Linked DNA regions of Salvelinus alpinus: region 1 is linked to region 2. A link is a contact called in public Hi-C data. All regions are on one chromosome and are shown on one strand. Each heading gives the region's core, a stretch centred on a gene start, on an enhancer-like site or on the middle of the called end of the contact. The rest is flanking DNA. Distances are from core to core; before and after follow the strand shown.

Region 1 (6,451 bases), core at 2,701-5,200, 180 kb before region 2:
TCAGACACCCCCTGGTCAGACCACTCCTCATACTCTGCATATGTTCCGTCCATGTCTGCAAAAGAGCACAGTTATCATTAGGAGAAACCTTTCACACTCAACCCCTGAATATGCATACAACAGCCAGCCACATTCTAAGTGTGGCTAAGAATGAAGGTGATTATATAAAAAGCATCCTGTGCGTTTATTACAATGACTTGAATGGAGACACACCAAAAGTTCCAAATCTCCTTTATTGGGATATTGGCTTTTGAAATGTTCAGAGTTCTTCCTCATTTGACCAATAACACACAGCCATGTAAATGCTTGACCGGTTTTCTTTCTCTTTGTGCCATCATCTTGTGGGGGTACAAAACACTGACTGACAGGCCATAGATAAGGAGGGATTATACACTGAGCTTTGGCACAGGTCATAGAAGAGAGAGATGGGTTTAGCCGTTCCAGAAATGCCTCCGGTGGCCGTTCAGCCGTATCAGAAAAAAGGCAGCAGACAATGCCAGACCATTTATCTCTTGGCCAGTCCTGCGCTTGGATGAAAGGTTGGTCAGGGACCACATTACTGGGCCTGGTGAGGATGAGTGCTTTCTCTGTAAACCTCTGTTTAGTCTTTGAAAAGCCACATAGTAAGAGAAAGCAACACACCACAACTCTCCTGACATTGCACTGGCTCTCCACATCTCTGTCCTGAAAAGGTCTTTGCAATGGGTACCTCCCAAGTCTGCCATGATGGACTCTTAAGGACATGCTATTCCATCCAACCGAATCCTCTCCCCTCTGTACAGCACCACCGCCAGAGACGAGCCTTACCCATTAAGGGGATGGACAGCTGGCGGCGGAACAGAGTGTGGATGCGCTCGAGCTGAGTGTTCAGAAGCTCCTGCTGCTCGCGGGTGGGAACGCTGCCAGGGGGCGGCTGAGGAGAAAGCAGGGAGAAAACGGATTCAAAATCCAGCAGAGACTGGTTTGTGTAATATCAGATTGAGTTCAAATAATGCGTTTTTTGTTTCTGCCTAATACTCAGAAATAAGATAAACGTGCCATCATTCATTTAGCAGATGTTCTTATACAAAACACTAGTGATTGGGAAATCGATAGTTACATATCGGCATATAATTTTAGGCGATAAATCATCATATCGTATTGACAATATCGCAATAATTATTGCACTAGTTTGCTGTACGTGCACCAAAACACAAGTATTTTTCCTTCATAGCTTGTTCTCCATCTTTTTTTCAAATAGGGAGGCAATTTATTTTAGGCAATTATATTTCCATGACTGATCAAAACTTGTTTTCTCATGGCTCTCTTGTTCTTCTGCAGCAGACATATGGTCAGCAATATGTTTGGAACATCAAATCACAGTATCGAATCGCAATACATATAGAATCGTGAGAACCGCAATACATATCAGCACCTAAGTACCGTGATAATAACGTATAGCAATTCCAAGCCATACAAAACAGCCTAAGAAATAAAGACATGGGGAGGTATAGAGAAATTAGTAGCATGTTGCAGCTACTTGAGATCATTATTCTTCAGGGGAGCTCACCTGAACAGTTGCCAGTATGGCATTCTCAAACTCCCTGTAGGCCTCCCACACTGTCGCTCCCTTGGTCATGTGCAGCCCCACGGCTGTCAGGGCTCTCTCGAAGATGGACCTCACCTTCTCCATCCCACCAGGCAGTCCCATGCCCCCGATAGAGTATTGGGCATATTCCAGCCAGATTTCAGGGCCTGAAGGCCACACAAGAATTGCAATGTTTAGTTTACAATAACATCACATCATATAGAATCGTAACACCAGCCAATGAGTGGGGGCAGAACTCACAGATATAATCTTTCACAGCCGTCTCAAAGAGCTCATAGACTTTCTCCCGGTTCGGCTCCTCTTCTGTTAGGTGGATCTCATCCTTGAGCCAGTCCAGCCAAATCTCTGCAGGAGAGGACAAGTCAGCTTTGCATACAGTTCACAACAACATTCAGTATGTTCAAAACAATGAAACCATCACAACTTTCCACAGGAATGTGTTGAAACAGTAAACCTTGTTCCAAATGATTAAATCATCATCCATAAAAGGCCAATCAAATCCCAACAAAAAGAGCAGCAGACCTATTTTCAACAAGTCTTAAATGCTGACTAGACCTGGCGTGCGCGTACGCCATCGCGCGCACGCCATCGCGCGCAAGTTGATTTTAATCCACCCACTCCAGACATGATCAGGACACGCAGGTTGAAATATCAAAAAGAACTCTGAACCAACTATATTAATTTGGGGACAGGTTGAAAAAACAAACAATTATGGCAATTTAGCTAGCTTGCTGTTGCTAGCTGATTTGTTATGGGATATAAACATTGAACTGTTATTTTACCTGAAATGCACAAGTTCCTCTACTCCGACAATTAATCCACAGACAAGTGTAAATCGAGTTAGAGAGATTACTAGAAACTTCTTTCAGGTTTCTTTTTCTGACTTTATATGGCGGTTGGCAACCAACTTTAAGGTGCATTACTGGAGTGTGGACCTCAGCTCATCTTTCAATCAACAGTATATGCTTCTAAAAACCAATGAGGAAATGGGATGGGCGGGCCTTGCAGTGTGTCACTCGTCACAAATAGAACCAAGTTATATTTTAGCGCCTGGCTATGCAGACGCTTGTGAGCAGTGTGGGTGCAATGATTGAATAACATATGTGTACATTTACTTTGCAACACTCGCTCATGTGACGGGTGGTGTGGTCAGCACATTAGATGTAATCCAGTCTACTACATGAAGCACTTCAGCTCAATAATAGAAGTAGTAATGCACAAAGCTGTCTGCAACACCGCATCTCCAGAGGGCATCAGACACCAACCAACCTTCAGTGAGTGGGAAGAGCTCACTCATCTTCTGCCTTGCCTTACGCAGCCGAGGAAGCTCCCCCTCCTGCCTCAGGAGTTTTATGAGGTCCACATGACAGTTGTAATCAAAAGCATTGATGGACAGCTGAAAGTTAGAGTATAGAGTCAGACCAACAGCCATTGGGGAGCATTTACAAAGTGTATTTGGTAAGCAAACAAACTTACAACGTAACTAACTAAACAGGACTCCACCACTTAATTGTGTAGTAAGTATTGTTTATGCAATCAACCAAATACTGTTCAATTTTGTTGCTGACTGTCTAACTAGCTGCAGCTCGCAAAAAAGGGCGCGTGTTTACAGCTGCTGTAAGCACGTTGTCGTTGGGGAAATCAACTTCGCAGAAAGCATGGATTTGCTGGCTATCTCGCTAACGCTAATGTAACTAGCTAGCTAACTCCCTAGAAATCCGTATTTGATATTTACTAAATTCTTAACTATTATATTATTGTGGCTAGGTAACATGCTAGCAAGTTATATATTGAGTCACCATTAGCTAGTATAGTAACGTTACATAGTCAACGTTACTCCAACGACGCTAGCTGGCTAATAGTAGCATGTGAACTACCGTTAGCTCGCTAGCTAGCTTTCGTTCTTTTCAATGTAAGCGGTGCAAGTCTGCAAACAAGCCAACTTGCTGTTTGTGATGTGGATTGCTTTCAAATCTCAATGTAACCGACAACGTTGTTGACAAACGTTAGATAAATGGCTAGCTAGGTTTCCATTAATTTCTCAAACAAAGCTAGAGTAAGTTAGCTTAGCTAGCTAAATTTGCTAACGTACCTGCTCCTCCAAACGCTGAATTTCGGCTTCAGTCTCTTTTTCGTCTTCTGATGAATCGTCTATTTCATCGTCGGAATTTTCAATTCCCAAACCCTCCTCTTCATCTGAATCCATTTCATTTTCCATCCCTGCCTCTTCCTCCATCTCTTGCACCTGAGTCTCCTCTGCGTCCCCCGTTGCTGCCATGTTGGAACTTTGTCTGCCTGGTAACAGTCAGTGAGAGCTTTCCAAGGTGAGAAGGGTGCAACTGCATCCCGTAATTCGGGGCGTTCCTGCATGTGGGCATTCCTGCACCTGCAGGAACCCCTCTTTATAAACTCAGCGAAAAAGAAACGTCCCTTTTTCAGGACCCTGTCTTTCAAATATAATTAGTAAAAATCCAACTAACTTCACAGATCTTCATTGTAAAGGGTTTAAACACTGTTTTCACTGTTTAATGAACATGCACCTGTGGAATGGTTGTTAACAGGGGCGGTTCTAGACCATTTCAACTGGGGGCCAAGCTGGGGCCAGTTGTACTGTTAGAGGGGCCAGTTACATTAGACGTTATTGTTGTAATATCGTTTTCTTCACTGCATTGCAGGCATTAGCAGGCAAAAGACCATGTTCATAATCATCATCGTTGCCACTGTCTAATAACGGATGTAAAAAAAGAACGATAGCAAAAAAAAAATGTTAAAATTATTTCGTACCCCACATTTGGGGGCCACAAGGGGGTCCAAAATTGTTGTCACAGGAGCACCCCCCCCCCCGCTAGTGGCCGTTAAGACACTAACAGCTTACAGACAGTAGGCAATTAAGGTCACAGTTATGAAAACTTAGGACACTAAAGAGGCCTTTCTACTGACTCTGAGAAACACCAAAAGAAAGATGCCCAGGGTCCCTGCTCATCTGCCGGAACGTGGCATGCTGCAAGGAGGCATGCAGATGTGGCCAGGGCAATAAACTGCAACGTCCGTACTGTGAGACGCCTAAGACAGCGCTACAGGGAGACAGGACGGACAGCTGATCGTCCTCGCAGTGGCAGACCACGTGTAACAACACCTGCACAGGATCGGTACATCCGAACATCACACCTGCGGGACAGGTACAGGATGGCAACAACTGCCCGAGTTACACCAGGAACGCACAATCCCTCCATCAGTGCTCAGACTGTCCGCAATAGGCTGAGAGAGGCTGGACTGAGGGCATGTAGGCCTATTGTAAGGCAGGACATCACCGGCAACAACATCGCCTATGGGCACAAACCCACCATTGCTGGACCAGACAGGACTGGCAAAAGTGCTCTTCACTGACGAGTCGCGGTTTTGTCTCACCATCGGTGATGGTCGGATTCACGTTTATCGTCGAAGGAATGAGCGTTACACCGAGGCCTGCACTCTGGAGCGGGATCGATTTGGAGGTGGAGGGTCCATTATGGTCTGGGGTGGTGTGTCACAGCATCATCGGACTGAGCTTGTTGTCATTGCAGGCAATCTCAACGCTGCGCATTACAGGGAAGACATCCTCCTCCTTCATGTGGTACCCTTCCTGCAGGCTCATCCTGACATGACCCTCCAGCATGACAATGCCACCAGCCATACTGCTCGTTCTGTGCATTATTTCCTGCAAGACAGGAATGTCAGTGTTCCATTGAGCACGTCTGGGACCTGCTGGATCGGAGGGTGAGGGCTAGGGCATTGCCCCCCAGAAATGTCCGGGAACTTGCAGGTGCCTTGGTGGAAGAGTGGGGTAACATCGCACAGCAAGAACTGGCAAATCTGGTGCAGTACTTAATGCAGCTGGTGGCCACACCAGATACTGACTGTTACTTTTGATTTTGACCCCCCTTTGTTCAGGGACACATTATTCAATTTCTGTTAGTCACATGTCTGTGGAACTTGTTCAGTTTAGGTCTCAGTTGTTGAATCTTGTTATGTTCATACACATATTTACACATGTTAAGTTTGCTGAAAATAAACGCAGTTGACAGTGAGGACGTTTCTTTTTTTGCTGAGTTTACTTCTATTGGTAAATTTTTAAGTTACTACTCCAGTACATAGGCAGAAGGGCTCCAATACAGTCAATGACGGTAATGCACCATAACATTGAATACCAACCGCATATAAACCCCACAGAAGAGGTGGGGGCAACAATGTAGCTAGCTATACTTTGTACACACCGGTAGAGTGTCCTTTGCCCCTGCCTGTCGGGCACTGTTTTCCCGCAGTTCTGTTAAATATGGCAAGGGAAGGTGTTAAGCAGGAGGGAGTGAAGGAAACTGAGTGCTACCTTAGCCAGCTAGTCCTAAGGAGGACACCGGTACATGGAAGGCGGGGGCGACACCGTATTCTACCCTTACAAAAAAGATTGCAGTAAGTGCAGTCGACTGGTATTTTGGATGCAGTAATTGCAGAATAACTGCAGTTATACTGCACTGTAACTGCAGTTACAGTAAGGGTAGCTAGTTAACTAGCAAGCTAACTAGCACACAGTGTAGCCTCCACCTCCCACCTGCTGTGTACCGGAGAAGTTAGCGGTAGGCGACACTGGTAGACAGTGTACTTCGCTCCTGCCTGTTGGGCAAGGTTTTTTCCAGTACAAAGCAGGCCGATGGCAGAGGCGAAACCGTGTGCTAGCTAACTAGTAAGCAAGCTAGTTAGCACATAGTGTCACTCCCACCTACTGTGCTAGCAGTAGACAGTGTCCTTCGCCCCTACCTGTCGGGCACTGTTTTTCCGTTAACAACGGTGAGAGCAGGTGTTCAGCAGACGGGATCGAAGGACACTGTC
Region 2 (5,593 bases), core at 1,400-3,899:
TTGTACACTACAAATTGACCACAACTAAGACAAAAATTAGATTGTATTTAAAAATTTGAAATAATTTCATACTTTGATTACATTGAAACACGATCACATCTAGTTTTCTATTCGTGGGAGTATTTGATGAACAGATTTCTGCATAGTTCCTGATGGTTGTAGTCTAATTTTGATCAAAAACTTTGGGGGGCCCAAAACGTATTGTGGCCCGGTTTGGCCCGCAGTCCGCCTTTTGCCGAACCCTGTTCTAGATCATTTCCTATCATTGAACCAGGTTCTAGATCATTCCCTATCATTCTAGATAATTCCCTATTTTTCAACACAGATATGTCAACCACCAGAAAGGAAAGAGAAACCTAATGCCTAAACCCAACCTCATTGGGAAAACCCAGGCCCAGATGTTACTAACAATTATGAGGAATTGCAGGCATCTTGTGATACGTCAGACATACACCTTTGTGAGTGCAGAGGGAATTTTAACAGCAATACAAATATAAAGACTATACCCTGCCTCATCCTCCCCAAAATGATATCAACACATGTTTATTTTGTCAGTAGTTGAATCATGTCTTTCAGACTACACATCTTAGTCAGACTGTACCCAAAGTTATTCACCCGTATGTTCTCTAGTACAAACAGTAACCAGTGGATGTACAGTAACTTCTATATTCTCCAGTAATTTATGTTCTCCTCTTTAATTTCTGCCTCTATGGATATTTCCAGGGGTCAATGACCTCTGTGCATTTGACTGATGTAATTCTAATGAGTCAGAACTGATGTCTGCCATGTCAGCTGAGGTAAGTGGTGTTAAAAGCAGTTCAATCAGGTGTAGACTTCTGAGAACTATAGGTGTTTGTTGTTGTTTCCTGTGCCAACCCATGAAGCTCAGCCTATTCTCTCACTAAGTCTGTGAGGACACCTTTCACCGCTGATGTCCTGTTAGTAAAATACAAGTCATTTTACATTACAGATGTGCCTTGAGGCAGAATTCTTGGTCATTCTAATTTCTGTCATAAGCAATGAGAGCAGAGAACGCTTGGGTGTTTATATTTTTAGCAATATGACTTAGCAGCAATTACAGTCATGGGGTAAGATGCTCCAATTTAACTAAAAAGGCAGATTGGGAAGGTATACCAAAGAAAATGTATTGCATACTTACACTACAACAGTGATTCTCAACTAGGGAGCCTCGGGGGGTTTGAGAGACTTTTCAAGGGGCCTGGGGGGGGACAACAATTTTCAGGCGGACGCTATTTGCATGATAGGCCTCAAGAAACAAAAACTAAAAACAAACAATCCAAAATATCTCAGGTTTTAGTTTGGTACTATTTGAAATACAAAACATGACATGCAGCCAGTAGATGATGGAGGCAGTGTTTTGGAAACGGATGTAACCTTTGAGACTGACGACTGGAAGAAGGCAAGATGTCAACTGACTAGGTGATGTGAGGCAAAAAAAGGGTGCGAGGTTCAAACCCATACCGACATCTGCGAAACACAAGCAGAGTACTTTCTCCTTTGAGTCAAGTACAGGAGAGATAATGCCATGTTCCGCTCCTGAAAACCCTGAGCAGTCGACGGATAGTGAACTCTCTCAAATTGAACCTAACAGAAGTGAAGAGGAAAAACCTGCGCCGACAGGTGAGGTGAAGGCTTCCGAGCCTCACACCAATGATCAGAAAATTGCCTGAGATGACTCTGCCCCGTAGGAGTATGATTCATGGAGAAAGTGGATCCATGCCTTTTGGCCGATCCGTTTGTTGAATCAGGCTGGGTAAAGAAGGAGTTGGGTTCTGTCAATTTGGTCAAAGCATCCAGAAGTGGACTCACGTTTCCCGACACGGAACGAGAGCTGTGGCCTGCTTTTCTCTCCGGAGCAGAGCGCAGTTGAAAGGAGTGATAACAGGGGTGGCGTTGAGTGTTGAGGTGGATCGACTGAAGTTGAGGATCCCTGGTGTCTGTGATGTACGCCGTTTGGTGAGACGCAGACCCAATGGGGAGCGCGAGACTGAGGAGACCCTGTCTGTCCTTCTGAGTTTTGATGTAAAGTGTTTGCCAGATAAAGTCATGCTAGAGTATATAAGTTATCCTGTGAGAGCTTTTGTTTTACGAACCCACTATGGTGTTTCAGGTGCCAAGTTTATGGTCATGTTGCAGCAGTATGAAGGAGGGAGATTCTGAGGTGTGAATTGTGCAGGAGAGCAGTTCAAAGGAGTGTGGTTTTGGTGTTCAAAGCGCAGTGTTTACATTTTTCGGGTGGTCATGTTGCTGGGGATCAGAAATGTCCTGTGCGAGTGAGACAGGTTGAAGTTTCCAGGGTGAGAACAGTACAGAAAGTGTCATGCTGAGGCAGTGAGGAAAGTAAAGGATGGTGGGAAAGGGGTGAGGGACCCTGAGAGGATCCCTGTGAGTAATAGGCCAGTACAGAGTGACCCGTACAGTTTGTGCATTGGTAAGGTTGGCTTCTTGGCGTTTATTGCTGTGGGCATTTCCTTTTTCCCTCACTTCCCTTTTTTGTGAACAAATGTGCAATGCATTTTCCGAACTGTGAAAGGCACCAATAATCAACAAAGCGTCTAGTCTGCCGGAAAACCACAAGCGAAGAAGAAAACAGTGAATTTTGTGTGCAGGGCCGCCACCTGGTGGATATGGTAGGTGGTTTTTGACGGAACCGGAAGTCAGTGGATGGAACTAGCTAGCCTAACTAGCTAAAAGAAGCGCAGAGATCCTCCGACAAAGGTTTGAGGGTACCGATCTCTGGAGATAAGCGAGAAATAACATTATACGAGCTTTAGAAAAGAATCACAGCAACCAACGGGGTTGCAGGTCTGATCAGCGACACAGGAAGGTAGGTGAGCTATCATGTACTCTTCTGCAAACCCAAAACATGGCACACGAGTCAGCTAGGCTAACTTGTTAGCTAGCTAGATGCTAACTTCCAACTGAAGCTAACGTTACATTAGATACTAGCCATTTGTAGTCGACAATTTGCTGGCTAGGTAATGAATGAATGGGCTAATCTGGGTTTTACATGTGAGTACAGATTGGGAATCCAGGCAGGTAGCTACCACGAGGCGATATGAAACGTATTATGTTTGAAATATAGAAACTAGTTAGCTAACCACTGTATCCCGCCTACCAGCTATGTTATCATTTTTGAAAGGAAACATCACATGAATAGCTAGGCTAGCTTTAGCGTAGGAAGCTACCTGGGTCAAGAAGGGCGTAATTTCGTCCCGCAATTCGGGGCGTTCCTGTATATGCAGGAACCCCTCTTTATACTTCTATTGGTCCATTTTTTAAATAGGACTCAGACGGGCGCGCTCCAGTACACTAGGCGGTAGCACATTCACGCACACTACCTTTAGCGCCTATATATTGGTGATCGTATCTTCTGGCTGGGGAGTTTTGTTAAGAGCTCCACGCTTTCTGTAAACGTTACCAAATATCACTTGCTGTTCGGTTTGGATACATAAGGAACCTATCTTTCATATTAGCGAGAAATCATTACACATTTCTATTATTTTTTTTATATGGTTAGGTTTCCCACACAGCCATATTTCCATGTTACAGCGCTTATTTATGGAAGACGGGCGTACTGGTGCTAGTTCTGTGTCTCGGAACACCGGTGTGTAAACGGAAGACAGACGCCACAAACGTGTTGTGACTGAAAAATACTGTCTGCTGCAACTGTGTTAAAACAGTTTACAGTAAGTGTATCTTTAGCTTTTGTTGCATTTATGTGAAATGAAAGCAAAGATTTGTTTGTAGAACCGTACTGCAATTGAAAATGTATCCACGTTTAGCTGGAGTATTTGGCTGACAGGCCCATTATCCTCTAAAAACAGACCACGTTAGGCTTCTTTAGTCCATTATTGGTCTAGGACACCGGTAGGCAGTGTCCTTCACCTCCGCTTGTTGGGCAATGCGTTCCCGCACTTCCACAGGAGGCGGGAGGCTGGGGCGACACCGCTAACTAGCTAGGTCACCAATAGACAACCAGAATATCAAGTGTCGCACGCAAGCTTGAAGATGGCGTGCTCAAGGGAGTGGGGGGCCTGTTCAAGCCGGAACCAATGGGATGTTAGAGTGGGGGGCGTTCCTGCAGATGAATGTATGCCCACATCCAGGAACTCCCCGAATTGCGGGCCGCAATCAGACACTATTGTCCGGCTGGGTTTTCGTCTCAACAGGGCCCGGTTTTCTGATAGCGATGGAATTTAGGCGTAACGTTTCATCATTCCTACAACAGCCGAAAATGTAACAACCGTTTCCCAAGCACCACGCTGACTTGACTAGTTATATACAGGTACAAAAAAATGAGAGAATGGTCGCTAAGTGCGTCGTTGGAGCATTTGTTGATACTGATAGGATCGAAAGACAGTGAGCGCTGCTCTCAGATCAGCTTTCTCCATTCAAATCATTCCTAAACAGAATTATTTCACAATACTGACGACGTATCCGCTTCTATAGATATTACCACATATGGCTGCAAATATTAAGGCGGCTTATTCTAATGCTTACTCAATAAAAATTACCCAAATCACCGATTTGGTGGCACATTGCATACGCTAGGCTACACATAATTAAATAGATTGTGACAAATTAGACAGCAGCCTACATGTAGCAAAATAGAACTCAATTGATTTAACATGAAATGCGTTTCAAAGTGATTGAAAAAACCTATAGCCTACTGTTTATTTTAAAGCAGTCATGCTTCAAATGAAAACCGATATATTTTCATACTTCGCTTGTTTGTATCAATTGCAAAGACATTGGCAACTTCGTAATTGTAGTCAACTTTTGTTCTGAAGTTATCAGCGGTCACAGAGAGACGGGTCATCCATGTGATTTGGTGTTTACGCGGAAGCACCTAACACACTTAACGTGTGGTTAGCGTGTCTACGAGTGGTCTGAGGCATGCGTTAGATTACGAGCGTTTAAGTGCAACGTTAATACCGATGGTTTTGTGGAAACTTCGATATTTAACGATGCTCCTACGAAGGTTCTAACGATAAACTTAGCCTTAAGATGCTTTTGGGAAACCGGGCCCTGGTGGTTGAACCATTGGGTGTGGGTTGGTGTTTGATTAATAGCTAGCTCTGTCTTTGTTGTGTATATGTTGCAGGCTTGATAACATGTACTTGTAGGGGGTTGTTTGCAATGATAATCTATTTTTGGACATTTATGAATGGCAGAAATTAGGGGTCAAAACATACATTTGAGTTCAGGGAGTGTTCAGTATTGATAACGCCTTCTCTCTTTTTCCATCAGGATCAGTTCTGTTAACATCATGGCAGATGGCAGGATCTACGTGGGTAACCTTCCAGCTGATGTGCAAGAGAGGGACATTGAGGATATATTCTTCAAATATGGCAAAATCAGAGACATTGAGTTGAAGAACAACAGAGGCACTATTCCCTTTGCCTTTGTGCGCTTTGAAGATCCACGGTAAGATAAACGTCCATGTCCATGAATGGCATTCTTACTCGTGGACCAATAAGACCAGATTTACATTGACATTTTAGTCATTTAGCAGATGCTCTTATCTAGAGCGACTTGAATTCGTGCATTCACCTTAAGATAGCTAGAT

What was found. A called contact is a pair of places that touch in the nucleus more often than the background predicts.
Region 1: a contact with region 2 is called in a Hi-C map of red muscle, with 12 times the contacts expected there. The contact joins the promoter of LOC139576693 here to the promoter of LOC139576686 in region 2. A contact is called at or near these places in 2 of 3 Hi-C or Micro-C datasets (muscle and red muscle).

What each region holds. Positions count from the first base shown.
Region 1 is chr5:71,651,755-71,658,205 of SLU_Salpinus.1, reverse strand. It overlaps LOC139576693 (squamous cell carcinoma antigen recognized by T-cells 3-like), which reads right to left and starts at 3,950. Exons shown (of 19, transcript XM_071403039.1): 1 at 3,681-3,950; 2 at 2,858-2,984; 3 at 1,829-1,933; 4 at 1,550-1,734; 5 at 808-913; 6 at 1-55. The coding sequence starts at 3,866.
Region 2 is chr5:71,471,895-71,477,487 of SLU_Salpinus.1, reverse strand. It overlaps LOC139576686 (serine/arginine-rich splicing factor 9-like), which reads left to right and starts at 2,649. Exons shown (of 5, transcript XM_071403028.1): 1 at 2,649-2,852; 2 at 5,275-5,451. The coding sequence starts at 5,294.